2 separate regions of the Zea mays genome follow, and region 2 is linked to region 1. A link is a contact called in public Hi-C data. All regions are on one chromosome and are shown on one strand. Each heading gives the region's core, a stretch centred on a gene start, on an enhancer-like site or on the middle of the called end of the contact. The rest is flanking DNA. Distances are from core to core; before and after follow the strand shown. Region 1 holds the start of LOC100216599 (aconitase1). Region 2 holds the start of LOC100273450.

The links. A called contact is a pair of places that touch in the nucleus more often than the background predicts.
Region 2: a contact with region 1 is called in a Hi-C map of tassel, with 4 times the contacts expected there. The contact joins the promoter of LOC100273450 here to the promoter of LOC100216599 in region 1. A contact is called at or near these places in 3 of 25 Hi-C or Micro-C datasets (endosperm, leaf and tassel).

Annotation. Positions count from the first base shown.
Region 1 is chr4:30,036,873-30,041,907 of Zm-B73-REFERENCE-NAM-5.0, reverse strand. LOC100216599 (aconitase1) reads right to left here and starts at 2,586. Exons shown (of 20, transcript NM_001317364.1): 1 at 2,321-2,586; 2 at 773-877; 3 at 114-274; 4 at 1-35. The coding sequence starts at 2,585.
Region 2 is chr4:30,263,310-30,268,344 of Zm-B73-REFERENCE-NAM-5.0, reverse strand. LOC100273450 reads right to left here and starts at 2,056. Exons shown (of 7, transcript NM_001147887.1): 1 at 1,522-2,056; 2 at 18-477. The coding sequence starts at 1,959. It also overlaps the pseudogene LOC109945696.

The DNA of each region.
Region 1 (5,035 bases), core at 1,337-3,836:
GCAAGATCAACAACTGCTGGAACTCCAGTGAAGTCCTAAAAGTACAATGTCAATGGATGAGCAAAGGGCATTTAGAAACAAAGGAGATCATGTGTGATGTTATCAGTTCAAACCTGAAGAAGAACTCGAGCTGGCTTGAATGGTATCTCGGCCAGCTTTGGAGATGTGTTTTCCCAGTCAATTATTTTCTCAACATCATTCTTGGTAACTTGGAAGTTATCACAGTTACGGATAGCTGACTCAAGAAGAATACGGACGGAGTACGGCAGCTTATCTGATACATAACAAAAGATATAATATACATTCAGTTACAACAATAGAAGATATAACTATGTACAATTTGCTGTGTCACATACTAAAGAATTGATAGAAACACAAAAGGTATGACTAGAGAATATATTATATATAGCTTTCTTAAGGAAGGTATGCCATAGAATTGTGTGATATGTTCTCTGTATAAAGTTAATTAACCAGTCCAAATTTGATGTGGGAATATATAGCTTTCTTAAGGAAGGAATGCCATAGAATTGTGTCAATATTTCATTTTCACTTAACATGGATTATTGACTATTGAGAATAGAAAACAACTAATAAAACCTCGTTTTGACTGGAAGTGGGGAACTTAAGTGAAGTAATATTACAAGCATGTATTATAATTTTTCTTCAGTTTAGGATACTAAAATCACACTGAACATACACACCCGTTGGCAATGTAACCTAGCAACTGCTGAAGTAAAGAGAAAACAATTTCAAAAGGAAGCAGCACAATTACCAATCCTTGGATCATTTAGTGCAGGAAGGCTGTAGAACTTTCCATATTCACCACCTCCAGGCTTAGGGAGGCTGGTCAGAATATCCTTGAAGGCATGCACAGTAGCTGCACACAAAGTAAGGCAACATGATTAGCTACTGGAACAAAGAAATGCCTCTGCATTAACAGATCTCACCGAAGTTAAATTTATCCTGAGGTGCAGAACATTTCAAGTCAACTAAATGAGTCATCAAGTTGGTCGCCACATGAAAATTAGTCAATTATATTATAGGATTCCTTAACCTATCCATATGGGAATAGGGAAAGCAAGATGATAAATTAATAACAAGCGCAAAATCACCCCGTACAAACAACAGTCTGAAATATAGGTCAATAGATCATGCACTACAACCTTATAGCCTACTTAGCACTAAGGTCCCGCAACAGCTTAGTACCATAGTAATGGCTTGGTTGGTTCAGAAATAGCCATAATGTTGTATCAAAGCCAAATTAGCTGATCTCCGTTATATTGTTAACGGAAGTGGGGTGGGAGCCTCATCTCAAAAAAATTCCACTAACTGCTAATCACATGAACATAATCCGCAATCCTTATAGTACGTAAACAATACCACCAGATATCACTGAAGGCATCTATGATCCATACGAGGTCTTCCACAAGGAAACATTCAAGTCTCAACCACCAGGGAACCAAAAGAAGCATGACATAACTGCCTAACTACCAGATCCTAATCTAATCACTTAATAGGTACCCGACTCAATCAGTAGTGACCAGAACAGGTCACACAAACCTGTAGGTTGTAACTACTGATCACAAACCATCACATCCTGAGATCGAGCTCTGCTTCTGCTTGCAGGATGAAGGCACTAGCTTAAATTGCAATCTAAGCTGAGTCCCTGAGTGCAAAGAGTCGTGTGCTTCAGTGAAAACCAAGTCAAATCAACTCAAAACGCGAACCGAATATACTAAAATATCCATCCCGAATATCTAATATCCACATCCAAAAAGTAAAGGGAGAGAAGAACTAGGAATCTATTCGCCCCCGATTCCTAAACCCCTAGCCCCCCAACCGAAACCAGCAGAGGCATCTTCGTCTAGACATCAAACGAACCCACGCGCCGACACGGGAAATGGTCAGTCGGCACCGGTGGATGCGCCATCCAAAAACCGCTCCAACGCATCTGGGTCACGTCACTTCATTCACTGGTTCACTTGAAAAAATCCCGAGTGAAACGCTGGCGAGCGAACCCATCTACTCCTCGACCCCAGAAGACAAGATCCACACGATGCGAGGAACACCGCGTCACATAATTCGAATTCAATGATCCGGGTAGAAGGATAAGGCCGTCGATTGACCAGGATCCCAGTCCAAAACGAGCGAGCACACAGCGCTCGAAGCAGCGAACGCGACGAGGCGAGGCGCACGCATCAACGTCACCCAGATCGCCCCGCCCCGCCCCGCGCGCGCGTGACAAGCACACGACCCACGACCAGACGGAAGACCCCACGCGCGGACGGACGAAGACAAGCGCGCGCACGCACGCACGCACCTTGGGTTGCCATCCTGCGCTGGAACTGCTCGACGGCAGGCACGGCGGCCCCGATCTGCGCCCTGGCGCCCGCGAAACGCGGCCGTGTCCCGGAGAAGGCGGCGGCGCGGCGGACGAGCCCGCTTCGGCCGACCCACGCGCCGCACGGCAGCGAGAGCGCGAGGCGGGCGGAGGAGGCGGCGCGGCCCGGGTTGACGGAGGCTAGCGCAGCTGAGTTGGGGGAGAGGGATCTGAGGAGGAGGCGGGCGTTGGCGGCTTTATACATGGATGGATGGATGGAGGTCGCAGCCCGGAGGCGTGGGGCAAGTGGGCGGGGGAGATGAGTGAGGCTGCGGGGAGGTGGGTCGGGGTCGCGAGGCGACCGCTGGAGCCTGTGCAGGGAATATTGGAGTACGAACCACGGGGTCTGGTTGAGGGTCTGACCGTGGTTAGTGTCGATCTGGCCATCTCGGGTCGGGTTCCAGAGTGGGGGCGCCGGCTCGTGTCCCTGCCTCGCGGGTCGCGGCGCGGGGACGACGGTCGAGGACCCGAGGGGCGTGGCTGCCACGGGGCCGGGCCGGCTTGTTGTTGTTGGCTGGCTTACTGCCAGGTGGGGCTGTTGTTGTTCGTGGTTTCGGTTCTCTGCAGGCAGCGGCCGCGCGGTTGGGGTTGGGGCGTTGGGGTCCGTCGGCTCCGGCCGTGGCGAGGTGGAAAGGCCAGGTGCTCGCGCTGTCGTCCGACTGATGTGTTCGTTTGCAAGGCCGCTTTAGAATGAAAAAATAAATAAAAAAACATACTGTGCACTGTGCTGGTTGGTGATCGGTTACATGATTTTGCAGCGATAGAAATCAATAAAGATGCTTTTGAGAGGCAAATTTCAAAAGCTGGCTGTTTTCTTGGAAAAGCGAACTTTTGATAGAAGCGAGTTTCTCACGAATTTTGGCCTAACTTTGTAAGCTGGCCATCTCAAAAAAAAAAGTACGCTGATGGCTTTGTAGACTTTTCAGAATACCTCCAGGGGTCGGGGGATCGGGACGAATCGTTTTTCTAGCTATGCCGCAATTGTTCATTGAGTTGAACTCCACTGTGATATCCACTAACTTTAGCGACATCGCAAACTTACCTTCGACTAGGCTAGAATAATCCTCGCGTCACTAAGTACCGAGTTCCTCGCTCATGTTTCTTTGTTGCAATACCTTAGTTCTCAAATATTTGTTCATCTTTAAACTAAATCGCGACAAGACAAATAAAAAAGAATGGGGGAGTAATATATTTAAGCGAGTGTGTAGTGACACATGGTGTACTGTTTGTTTGAGTACCTTTTGTCGTGGGGCGAGGTTTGTACGCAATATATATAGAATGGATACACATGCGCTCGCCTTGGTCACCAGCTGGCGGATTGGAGGACGCGGATCGGCGCCGGGCTGGTGTAGATCGATCCACGTTGGGATGCAGATCCACATCACGCCGGGGGGCGAATCTCTGCGGTGGCATGCTAGGAGCGAGCTCACAGTGGAGCAGACGTTACTGTTTTTTGTTAGCATTTTTTTAATCTTTTTTATACAGGTGAATATTTGCGATCATCTGTCTGTCTGTCTGAATGGCCTGTCTCTGACTCTGTCCATCACTTTCGTCCACCTCAGTAAACCTTGAACGCAGCTAGCAGTGTACCCAAGTACCGAACCAGGAGGTTGTTGTTGATGGTAAAAGAACGGTGTGGATCGCTTGAGGTGAACGCATTTGGATTGGGGTTTTACGTCACCACGTTTGCCGTTGCTCTTGCAGTACGTAGCACACACGGATACGGAGCAAATACCAAGCCCCCCGCACACTAGCGAGTAGCGACAAAAAAATGGCGTGGTGGGTTCTAGACACGTGAGCTGCCATCCAGCAGATTAGTGAGAGCGGGAGCCGTGCGGCGCACTGCTACTGCTGCTGCCGCCTCTGCTGCCCATGCCATGCGGGCAAACGCGACGGCGCGGTGGTTCTGCCGTGGAAGAAACCGGCTGCATGGGAATGGGATGGCTGGGACTGGGCGGCCGGGTTCTTCCTGCCCATCCCATACACGATCCGAAATTCCGAACGGATAATATAGTACGATCCAGCAATGGAAATCGGAAAGGGTAAAAGGGGAGCAGGTGAGCCAGCAGATCGGCGGCATGTCCGATGTTCTCCGTTGGGGGAATAACTTCTGATCCCTGTTCCCACGGTGAGGAAAAATTATCCGTTCACGTGAACGCTCACGGTGATATTTTTTCTCTCGTCTCCGCCCCCCTAACGCTCACGGTAATACATTTTCTCTCATACCTGTCATAAAATACTCCCTCTATTTTTTGTATTTGACGTTTTGTAGTTCAATTTTACCATATTTAACGTCAAATAAAAAATATAAAGATAGTACAATATTTACATGTAAATTTAAATTGATTATATTAAATTAATATAAATTGAACAAAAATAATTTATAAAAATTGCAAGAGACACCTACTTTATAGTTTAATTTGTTATTTTATAACAGGTTGTGTATTGGATTTTTAGTGTGATTTTAATGTATTAGTGAACTAATTTAGCTGAAGAGGAGTTCACGGGCGCGTATGTGGAGAACGGTGACGAGGTTTAGTCCCAAACCCCGTCCCCGCAAATCCAACGGGTACAAGACTTTCCTGTTTCAATTTCCATGGGACTAAATTATCCTATCCATGTTTCCTAATAGAAGAATTCTCTGCGTAAACTGAG
Region 2 (5,035 bases), core at 807-3,306, 230 kb before region 1:
TTTCAGCTATTCCTTACCTTTCTCCTGAACAACAGTAGCTTTCTTGTTTGCAGCAGGCCCAATACGCATAGGCCTAGAAGAACATAGCATGCCATTCATCTCAGTCATTGCACGAGCTTGCTCATTAGGATCACCAAACTTCACAAAACCATAACCCTTTGTGCGCATTGTCAGCTTGTCTGTTACAACTTTTGCACCCTTCACAGAAGGGTAATGTGCCCTAAATGTCTCTTGTAATACATAGTCTGTAACATCAGCAGCCAAATCACCAACAAATATTGTATAGTCGGGGGTGTCATCACGTTTTTCACCAGCACTAGCCCAATTCAACCGGAATGGCAACTCAACATTTGGCATCATTGTCCCGTTGTAAGTCTGAAGAACTCTTTCAGCAGCAGCGCGGCTTATGAATTCAATAAAACCATAGCCCTGAAGTTGTCCAGTATGCTTGTCACGAATTAGCTTCACATTTTGCACCTACAAATTCATTAGCAAAAAAAAGATCAGCACTATCATGTACACAAAAGCCAAAAATACGTGGTGTGAAATGTGCAATGGCAACCATCAGGTAGGGTGACAACACAAACATTTTATGATTAAATCAACAAACCCATTGGTTTATATAAAATGTCAACCAGCACACAGAAACTAGGGTAATTTTGTTTTATATAAAACCTGGACACAATCATAAATGCATCTGCAGAGGAATCTCAGAAAAATACCAAAACGGTATACAGCTACTTCAGACAAGTTACCAGGACACTGTCCGCCATACACAAAGATGGGCAGACCATTATAAAACATAAATTTACTATCAATACTCCCACCAGGCTGTTCTGTTAGGTACCACAATTAGAAATACGGATACCAATACGTGGGCGCCCTAGTAGATACGAAGACTAGGAGTAACTCAGCGAAATTGTGTTCTTGTGTGGAGTGCTGCAACCTGCGCTGACCTGCCACATTGGCAATGAATTTGCATGCAACACCTATTGATTGCCAACCAATTGCTGTCATGTCGTCAATCAGGCTAGTAAACTTTGTGTCATTTGCCAACATAAACGCAAAATGTGAGCTAAAAGGCAGCTTATAATTAGGTTACGTGCAACTTATTATGGCTCAGTATATTCTACCGCCTAACATATCGGATTGTTTTGTGAACGATGGGATGCCTAACAACACGGCTGGGAGTAATTTTGACATATAATTCGAATTTTCGTAAATAAATCACATATAGCATGAAGCTCTAATGAATCTGAATTCACTACTAATGGATCCGAATCCACTATACGTGCGGTACTTTCTTATACTATAACCATACTCCATCGATGAGACGAACATATTCGTGCAGTACTTATTACTATAATCATAATGCATCGAAGAGACGAAGAAATTGAAATTTACAGCAAGCGACATAAGAAGTCCATAAACATGGGCGTTGAACCCCACATCGATAGGGACGGATCGCAGCGACCCACGGGCAGCAGCAGATTCGTACAGCGTAGAACCGAAAGCGCGTACCTCCCCCGTGGATGCGAAGCACCCGTAGATGTAGTTATCGTCCATCCAGTACTGCAGATCCCCGATCCAGAGCGTCCTGACCTCGCTGGGCCCGACAGGTGCCGCGGCCACCGCCGCGGGCGCGGGTACCGCCCCGTAGTAGGCGGCCTGTGGCGGGGGAGGCGCCTGGCCGTACGCGGCCTGGGGTGGTGGGAGCGCCTGGCCATACGCGGCCTGGGGCGGCGGGGGCGCCTGACCGTACGCGGCCTGAGGCGGGGGCGGGGGCGGGGGCGCCTGGCCCCACATCTGCGGCGGGGGCGGGGCCTGATGGGTCGGTGGTGGCGCGTACTGATGCTGAGGGGCCATAGGCGGCGGGATGCCGCCCCAGTGTGGCGGCGCTCCGGGGGCGGCCTGTGGAGGAGGAGGGGCCATGCCGGGCTGCTGCTGCTGCGGCATCATGGCGGCGGCGGCGGGGAGCGAAACCTAAGGTGAGACGATGGAGAAGGTTGGACGAGCAAGAGCGGTGGAGAAGGCTCTCTTTGGATTGAGATTTCTCTATGTGTGTGGGGCTTGCTTAGATATTTTTGCCTCCACTGACCAATAGGTGACGGGAAGCGCCAGGAAGCATCCGGGTCCGGGGCGTGCCAACTTTTTTTTATTTTAGTCCTTTTTAAGTTTTTTTAATAATTATACCCTTTACAGTTTTAGTTTTAAAAATGATCTTTGGATCGACGTCGTCATCATTGTCTCATTGGTGTCTAGGTTATATGTATCAGCGCTAATTTTTTTAGCGTGCATATGTCAGGTTCAGACGTGGCGCGTACCTCGGCGTTGTAAATCTCGACGCCGAGGTACGCGCCTATAAATAAGCCCCGTCGGCCGTCAGTTTTTGTGTTCATTTCTATTCTTCGAAACGAGAGACATCAGCCTAAATTAGATCTTGGCACCGAGGTACGCGCCTATAAATAAGTCATGTCGACCATCAGTTTTTATGCTCATTTCTATTCTTCGAAATGAGATAACATCAACCTAAATTGTAGGATGTCTAGGCGTGGTAAACCTGCTAAACAAAGGTAAGCATTGTATTAAATCATATTTTGTGAGTATATTATATTTGTGATTCTTATAGGTCTTATCGAAATTTAGGAAGGGTCTTTGACCGGAACTACCTTTGCCAACTGGTGTTCCGGTGCCTATGTGTTTTGTGGTGATCCTTGCAAGGTTGATAAGTCTGAGGATCATGACACCTATCGACAAAGGTATTGGATGTGTGCTAACTATGCATTTGAGCTAACGATTGTTCAGCGCCGGATGAATTTAATGGTGAGAATAGTCTTTTAATATGTTAACAATTTAAAGACTCGAAGTGGTGCATGTTTTCTTTGCCTACTAATCATTGCATGTTTTGTAGACTCCTCCACCTAGCTTTTGTTTAGCCTTTATAAACACATCACTCAAGGATGGTCTACCAACGAATAACACGAGCACGTGTCGCATGTCAATGAACTTGGCATTTCCATAGGGATCTTTTTCCACATTGCCTCCATAATATAAGCTCAAAAAATTGTCCATCTATTTGAAACACGAATTAAACATTCAATGTCCACTATAGATGGTTATTGCCTAACCACAACCCACTAATAACTACTTGCTAACTAACTAATAACCAAGTACTAACTAATAACTAAAAACTAACCACATAATAACATAATACTATGTATACAATCTGGACAGCACCTCTCATATACGGGGAGGTTACTAAAACCTAACAATTCATATCACACTAACTAGGTACACAATTATCTACATTAGTAATAGCATAATTTAATACCACGTTCACCAATGCGGGCTTGGAGACCGTCGATGAGCGTGAGGAGAAGGGCGTGGGCGCCCGGCCGGAGGACGCCGGCGACGATGACGGGCGGCGGAGGGCGCGGCCGGTGGCGGAGAGCGATGGAGGGCACAGCCAAAGAGCCGTGCGGGCGACGGGACGGCTGGGTGGCGAGGCTCCGGGGCGGCTGGGCGGGGGGGCTCTGGGCGTGGCCAGGGAGCCGTGCCGTGTGGGCGCGGGGCGACAGGGACGGCGCGGGGGGCAGGGGGCAGGGGGGCGGCGTGGGACGAGGTTAGAAAACGGACGATGCCCTAACTAGCTACGTCAGTTTTATAAAATTCCCCAAATTAAATAATGAACTTTACCGCGCGATGATTGAAAAGCAGGTTTAAAATAACTACAGGTCCTAAAGTTAGCTGAATATATTATATTGTTGAATACATGTGAAAGGGAAATAGGGTCAAACCTTTTCCTAAATGATTTTGGTGGTTGAATTGCCCAACATAAATAATTGGACTAACTAGTTTGCTCTAGATTATAAGTTCTACAGGTGCCAAAGGTTCAACAAAAACCAATAAAAAGTCCAAGATAAGGGTTCAAAAGAAAGGAGCAAAAGAAAACCGAAGGGTGCCCTGGTCTGGCGCATCGGACTGTCCGGTGTGCCAGGGTGGATCAACTCGAACTCGCCACCTTCGGGTTTCTGGAAATGCCACTCCGCTATAATTCACCGGACTATCCGGTGTGGCACCGGACTGTCCGGTGTGCCATGCGGAGCAACGGCTAACAGCGCCAACGGTCGTCTGCAAAAGTGAACAGTGCGTGAACAGTGCGCGGACAGCGCGCACAGAGTCAGAGCAGGCGCCAGAAGGCGCACCGGACTATCCGGTGGCCCAGCTATCAGAAGCTCCAACGGTCGAACCCTAAGGTTGGTGACGTGGCTGGCGCACCGGACAGTGTCCGGTGGCGCACCGGACTGTCCGGTGCGCCTGTCGACAACAGCCCCTCCCAACGGCCACTTTGGTCGTTGGGACTATAAATACCCCCCAACCACCACACTTCAAGGCATCCAAGTTTTCAGCCATTGCATTCAATACAAGAGCTCTAGACTTCACTCCAAGACACAAACAAAGAGATCAAATACTCTCCCAAGTCCGGAATCACTCCAAACAAATTAGTGACTAGTGAGAGAGACATTTGTGTTCATTTGAGTTCTTGTTGCTTGGATCACTTTTCTTCTTCCCCATTCTTGTTTCCAAGACATTTGTAATCAAAGCAAGAGACACCAATTGTGTGATGGTCCTTGTGGGGACTAAGTGTTCCAATTGATTGAGGAGAAAAGCTCACTCGGTCTAAGTGACCGTTTGAGAGAGGGAAATGGTTGAAAGAGACCCGGTCTTTGTGACCATCTCAACGAGGAGTAGGTTTACAAGAACTGAACCTCGGTAAAACAAATCTCCGTGTCACACTCTTCATTTGCTTGTGATTTGTTTTCACCCTCTCTTTCGAACTCGCTTTTATTTCTAACGCTAACCCGGCTTGTAGTTATGCTTAAAGTTTATAAATTTCAGATTAACCTATTCACCCCCCTCTAGGCGACTTTTAACATGTCTCTGTTTGGATCCATGTGGCAAACAGATTGTCGGCTAATATTAGCACCTTGGCCTTCAAACAGACTGACTAATAGATTGACTAATTGTTAGCCAG